Linked DNA regions of Gossypium hirsutum: region 1 is linked to region 2. The links are chromatin contacts, called in public Hi-C maps. All regions are on one chromosome and are shown on one strand. The core of a region is the stretch at or near the end of the contact, and the rest is flanking DNA. Distances in the headings are between cores, read along the strand shown.

The links. A called contact is a pair of places that touch in the nucleus more often than the background predicts.
Region 1: a Hi-C map of leaf shows a contact between it and region 2, with 5 times the contacts expected there. The contact joins the enhancer-like site here to the promoter of LOC107896507 in region 2. A contact is called at or near these places in 17 of 34 Hi-C or Micro-C datasets (anther, callus, hypocotyl and 3 more).

The regions. Positions count from the first base shown.
Region 1 is chrA11:28,645,958-28,649,125 of Gossypium_hirsutum_v2.1, forward strand. No RefSeq gene overlaps it. Among protein-coding and RNA genes, the nearest start is that of LOC121210673, 48 kb to the left of the region's middle. Within about 2 kb of position 1,329, at least 6 of the 9 cell types and tissues checked have an H3K27ac peak or open chromatin away from gene starts, as enhancers often do. A contact at or near this core is called in hypocotyl and leaf, where this site is marked.
Region 2 is chrA11:28,291,290-28,294,799 of Gossypium_hirsutum_v2.1, forward strand. LOC107896507 (calcium uniporter protein 2, mitochondrial) reads left to right here and starts at 1,637. Exons shown (of 2, transcript XM_016821690.2): 1 at 1,637-2,441; 2 at 3,234-3,510. The coding sequence starts at 1,860.

The DNA.
Region 1 (3,168 bases), core at 79-2,578, 350 kb after region 2:
AACAGTATCAAGACATTCTTTATTGAAAGCAATACCACAGTTATTCAAAACATCCTTAACAAAAGCAGCAGATAGATGACCAAGACACTTGTTCCAGAGAGTGAAAGTGTCACAACTGTCGCTCTGATTCGGAAGCCCAACGTCAGTATTAGAGGGATCTACAAGATACAAAGCAGGTACATAGGGCGGAGAGAAGTGATAGAGCCCATCACGAATATGGCCCTTTAGCAATATTTCACTGGTCTTGATGTCATTGACAACATAAAAGGTCGGATGAAATTAAAAAAAAACATCATTTTCAGTGGCAAATTGAGACACAGATATGAGATTTTTCAGTATGGTTGGCACACATAACACATTAGATAGTCGGAGCAATTTATGCGGAGTAGGTAACATTGAGTTTCCAACAGAGAAAATCTTAGGCGGAGTACCATCACCTATTAAAAGAGAAGAGTTACCTGAATAAGTTGTAGAACCATTCAATGTAGACGTATTGCGACAGACACGGTGTGACACCCTAAAGTGAGGATACCATGAGGCAGTACCCACTGGTAGAGAAACAAAAGAATCAGAACCATCAAAGTTGGATTCATACTAAGTGGCATGCACATTAGACCCTAAAGTATCGGAGATATCAGACGTATGGACCTCAGGTATACGCGGAAGCCTAATGCATAGATCGAAGCCCGTATAAATTCAAGCCCGTGGTTTTGTTCGCCAAGGAACATATGGCCCAAGCCCATTATATGTACTTGCATCCAACGGCCCAAATGCATGACCAAAACCAAAAGATGGAGCAGCTTCCACATGGTTAGCAATAGGCCCATTTGGTTTCGACCAAGCAGGGTGAGAAACACGTCCACGCCCAAATTCATGCATTGGGCCAGAAGGTGGGCCACGCATGTGGACTCCATTAGACGGAACCCCATCAGCGCCTGCAGCAATCATTGTTGACCCACGTCCATAATCATAACCAACATTTGACCCACCATAGGCCCCAGCAAAGTAATTTGATCTATCAACATAAACACAAAATGGGTTAGTAAACTTATTACCTTCATTTCTGTATTACGGCGTAAAAACCCTATTATTTCCATTTGTGAATTCCGGCGCAGGAGAAGGCCACTGATTCCCAGAGGCAACACCTTGCGGAGCTGATGAGCGAGAGGCAACACCTTGCGGAGCTGATGAGCGAGAGGCAACAAATAGACTAGACACCAGCGTCGGAGCAAAAAAACCATTATTCTCGCCCGGACTAGAACGTGCGACTCGTTTATAACTACAATCTCCAAATGATGGGCCATCATTGTCTTTATTGTACTGGTAATAACACTTTTGAGCCACATAGCCAAATCTACTGTAGCTTTGACATTGAATACAGGGCTGGAACCCTCGTCCCTGACCTCCAGTTGGTGGGCGACCACCACGCTATGAGTCAACTACATTCGGCGTCAAACCGGAATCTATCAGATTCGCATGAAGAGGAACATCGAGCATGGCGCGTAACTGTCGGCTTTCATACTCAAGCAATACATCAATGAGGAGTTAGAGTGGCAGTGGCTCCGACGAGAACGACGCTAATGTGATAACAGCGTCAAACTTCGGAGGTAAACCTGCAAGAACGATTTCTACTTTGTTCGCCTTCGGGATCCAAGAGCCAGAGGCCTCTATTAATGCACACAGGTTTTGTAGCTTTCTTATGTAATCTTGGATGAAAAGGTTACCTTTCTTCAGGGAATGGAGATCATGACGAAGACGAGAAAGCTTGGCCCTGATGGGCGCAGAAAATAGACGTGTGGCGGTGGTCCACACATCGCATGCCGACCGAGCCTCTGTAAAAGATGTTAGTACCGAAGGAGATATGGTTGATAAAAGGCAGTATGTTAGCAACCGATCTTGTTGAAGAAATGCCGAAGCATCAGAATTCGGCACAAGAGAGCCGTCTGGAAACGTCAGAAATTGCAGCGGAGGAGGTACAGTACGATCCAAAAATCCAGGCAACTCATATCCTTCAACGATAAGTCTAATATGTTGTTTCCATTGAATAAAATTGCTAGCATCTAATTTTACCGTTTCATGGCGAGGAAACGATAGTATGAGGCGAGCGCTGGTGAAAGCCTGAGATCCAGGCTCAACCGAAGCAGATTTAGTAGAGGCCGTGGTGTTCATGGAGGAGAACGAGAGGCAGATGAGCAGGTCCCAATATCGTCAGGCGAATGATACCATGTTGAAATCTCATGTAGAAATCAATAAAGCTCAACTAAGTATTAGAAAACAGAATTGAAGAATTGAAAATTTATGTATTATTTCTCTTAACATTGATCAGTACACTTGAGGTATTTATAGATGAGCTACTATCTAGTAACTGCTGTTAACAAAATAACAGATTTAATCTAACAGTCTCTATTATTCTATTATTAACAACATCCACCAAAGAGGGAAAAAACGTTTAAAAAAAAACTGTAGATTTCCTACAATTTAAGTAGTATAGTTTGATTCTGTATAATCTTTAAGATTTTTTTTCTTTGTTTTCTGCTTTATCTGGGACCATGTTGAATTCTATTAATGGCGAAGTCACTTTGGCCATCGTGTGGCGATATTAAGGTTTAATGAAGCACCTGAACAACGCTCATCTACTCAAAATCAACTAGGTGAGGTGATCACTATATAATCACTCTCAAACCATGTTCGCTAAGATAAGCCCATGAGGTCCTACAGCTTTGGATCAGTTAAATCTCTCTGAACAAAATTATATCTAATTCAAGGAGAACAGTACCCCCGGGGGCCTATTGGCTTGGGCGTATTAGCCATTCCAATTTAGACTACATAATAAAGCATTTCAGTGAAAAAAAAATACATGATTAAACATTTTAGTGAAATCTAAATTATTATTTGTAAAGTAAGTTATATCATGGCTGTTTTAATTCTTTTATAAATCAATAAAAATATATCTATGATGAGATTTGAATCGAGAATATTATGCATATAAATTTTTTTATATTTATCATTTGAACTAAAATAATTTTTAATTTTTATTTGAAACTCTAATAAGTTATATATGTGTTCTAAACTTTTATATATTTGTATATCTATACTATTTATTAAGCTTTTTACTAAGTTTATCTCATCCATCAACTAGATCCCAACTCAATTAGGGAATTACTAAAA
Region 2 (3,510 bases), core at 387-2,886:
TCCATTAATTCTTTTTCTTAATATTATACCCATAGAAAGTTAAAAAAAATAAAATTCACAGCGTGTAGAATAACAATCTTAGAAAAAAGATATCAAAATCCCTAAAACCGTAATTTCAACCAAATTAAACTTTATTAATTTATTCATAAATGTGCCCTAAAATAATTTTTATAATCAGTTGGATTTGCTTAAAATATTGTTGAAGAAAACTTTTAAACATTGTGATCCAACTACTTATTTAGGAGTTATCTGGTTAAGTTGATAGGTTAATATTAATATAAAATAAAGTTTTAATATATTATCTTAAATTATGCAGAAAATTAGATGTATTTTTTAAGATGAAAACATTAATCATGTGATTAAATTCTTTTTTATTTTATGTTATCTTTTAAAATAAGTGTTGAATCTAGAATCAAATTTGGTTATGGATCTAATCTAAACCCCAGCATTCGAAGAACAACAAAAAGAAAATCTAAGCACCACATCACCTTCCTATATTTCTTCTTTATCCTTAAATAAATAACATATATTCATGAAGCTGTCTTGAAACATTTACATTACTTAAGCTTCATTTGATGGATAAGGAAAATAATTTTGTCACATTCATTATTATTTTAGTTTCAAATAATATTGTTTTGTACATCTAAATTATTATCATTAGCATTAATCGTTATTAAAATGATTTAAGTTAACATTTTTAAATTTAGATCAAAATAAATTTAGCCACTTTAGAACTGATATGTAAATATTGAATCAATTTGGAATGGTTGAATATATGTTTCTCCCCACAATAAAACCAAAAGAATATGGTCGGATTACAAATGCTTGGGAGGATTTGAGTTAGAATTAGTCGTGAGCTATAATTATGTTAAAATGTTCAATAATTAAGGGATTATAAAGTGAATAAAAAACGAATATTTCAAATTTGTTTTAACCATCAAATCTTTTTCATATTTTATTAACTCCTCAAATGCTTTGACTGTGATACTGTTTTTTTTTTATTATTATTATCTTACAGCCACCAGGTGGCAATCGTTATATCAACTCCTTGACGAAATTTTTGTCACCCAAAGAAAAATAAAATAAAATGTTGAGGATTTATCGTGAACGCAAACAACTTTAAAGATTTTGTTTATTACATAAATACCAAAATATATGTGGCGACACGTTTGTGTGAACGTTTATATTCATCCATCCAACCCCAAAAAGGAAACTTGATTTGCTTTCCACTTCTGTCTTAGCTGCCGTCAAACACACAGAAATTTTCCCATGTAATCCAAACCCTTCTATTTATTCTCACCTTCTAGATTTCTTCCGCTAATAATGTTACACGTGTTCAACAAATCAGTATTTATGAATTACAAAATGAAAGTCAACATCAGGTAAGGCGCGAATGATAAATTTTCATATGATCTGACGGTTCAAAAGGTCATTTGTAGTTCAAGCTCAACCCTCCACGTGTAGTGTGATTAGCTCATGCTCTTCGATATTTCCTCTCGTGAAATCGGTTCTCCAATTTCTCGTTCCGATAAATTGAAAAGAATCGCCCCTAACGAGATGATCCTATAAGCATGCTCGAAAATGTAAGGCAGGGAGTAATCTAAAGTGCGAAGTATGTTTTCAAATCTCTCAAATTCTCGCGTTATTTTCATTCTTTTTTTGTAAATTTCTATTTTTCTGTTTATCTTCCTCCATTGTTGGACCCTATAAAACGGGCCAAAACCTTCATTGATTGTGCCAACACCAAGCGAGCAAAGCTTTCAAATCTTCTAAACTCTATCCCCCCCACCCCAGAAAAAAAAAAAAACAACAACAACAACAACTTTTTGATAATTAGTTAGCTTCTTTAATTTCTAGCAATGGCGTTGAGGAAAACCTTGGCAGAGAAGCTTTTTAATATTTCGAAAATTTCTTCGCAAGCTGTTACTAACTGCCGGATTTCCTCACCGACGGTTCAGAAGCGGATCGCAAGAAAAACGGGGAAAGCAGCAACCGGTATGACGGTGGATCCAGTAGATGCTAAGGGTAACGGCCATGGCATGTTCAGGCGGTTTCTTCATAAAGGATCTATGGCTTCACCGGCGATGAGGAAGTTACCGATGGGGGAGAATTTAATGGAGAGATTAAGGGAAATCGATGTGTCCAGGGATCGCATCCGGTTAGACGGGTTGAGCTCGCACTTGGAGGCGAAATCGGCGGTTTCGGAGCTGCCTGCACTGTCCGTTCGGGAAGCGAAGAAGTTGTTAAAGGTGGCGCAGTTGGAAGTGGTGAAAACGAAGCTGAGAGAGACAGGGAAAATCTGGATTTCTTATTCCGACTTTCTTCGGATTTGCGGAGAAAGTTGTTCGGATCATGAACAAGGATTGCAGTTTGCGAAATTGCTAGATGAATCAGGAACCGTCGTCGTATTAGGAAACATCGTCGTTTTACGATCGGAACAGGTAGATAAATTTTTTTGTCTATTTATTATCTCTTGAAATTTTATATTGAAAGCAGATAAGATCTTATTTATGTTTTGGCTTACAACGATAGCATATATGTATACATTAAAATTACATGCTTATGGTGATGGTGATGAAAAGTAGGTCCCGAATTCAATTCACTTATTATTAGCATTAGAAGCTACCGAAAACTGATTTTCTGGGTTTCTTTTTCTGCTAATTTCAACAGGATTTTTTTTTTACTACAGGTCTCTAAAAACGTATCACATTTGAGATGGTTTCTGAGAATTGAACTGAAGGACCCAAATTTTTTATAAATAAATCCCTCGGATGTTTCTACAGTATGACCACAAATATCACAACTTTTTTTTCACAGTTAATCTCCTGGGCTTTTATAAATAAAGCCCTTGGATGTTTCTACATTTTGTTTTGCATGCATATTCTCCAACTTTTGAGTTGGTAGAGGGCGAGGGGTGATGATGGGAGTTATGTTTTAATGGGCAACGAATTGGGGAAGATGTGTTTGGATGTTTAGATTTGAGGAGATGTACGAAACTATTGAGCGGAAAGGTGGCGTTGTCGAACAAGGAAAATGGTTGGTGGAGGAATAGAGGTTGGAATGGCCTCATATGATAAAGATGGGCTTCAACTTGACCTGACATAAGCATTAATCACTTTTTATTGTTTACTTGCTTTCATCATCCTTCATAGTCATAATTACTGGTACGAATTTGAGTCAATTTTTGTTTCTTTCAAGTTGAGCCAACAGAGATTTCCACTTTGTGACTACAGGTAGCAAAAGCACTTGGTGGTCTAATTCCTTTATCTAGATCAAACCCGAATGATCCCAGAAGAAAAGAACTGGCTGCGCTAGAAAAGGAGAAAGCAATAATCGATTCAAAAGCCGATTCCCTGGTCCGTCGCGAACTCTGGCTTGGCCTGGCATTCATGGTGGTCCAAACAGCCGGGTTCATGAGGCTAACCTTTTGGGAACTCACATGGGACGTGATGGAACCCATCTGTTTCTACGTCACCTCCATGTATTTCATGGCTGGATATGCATTTTTCC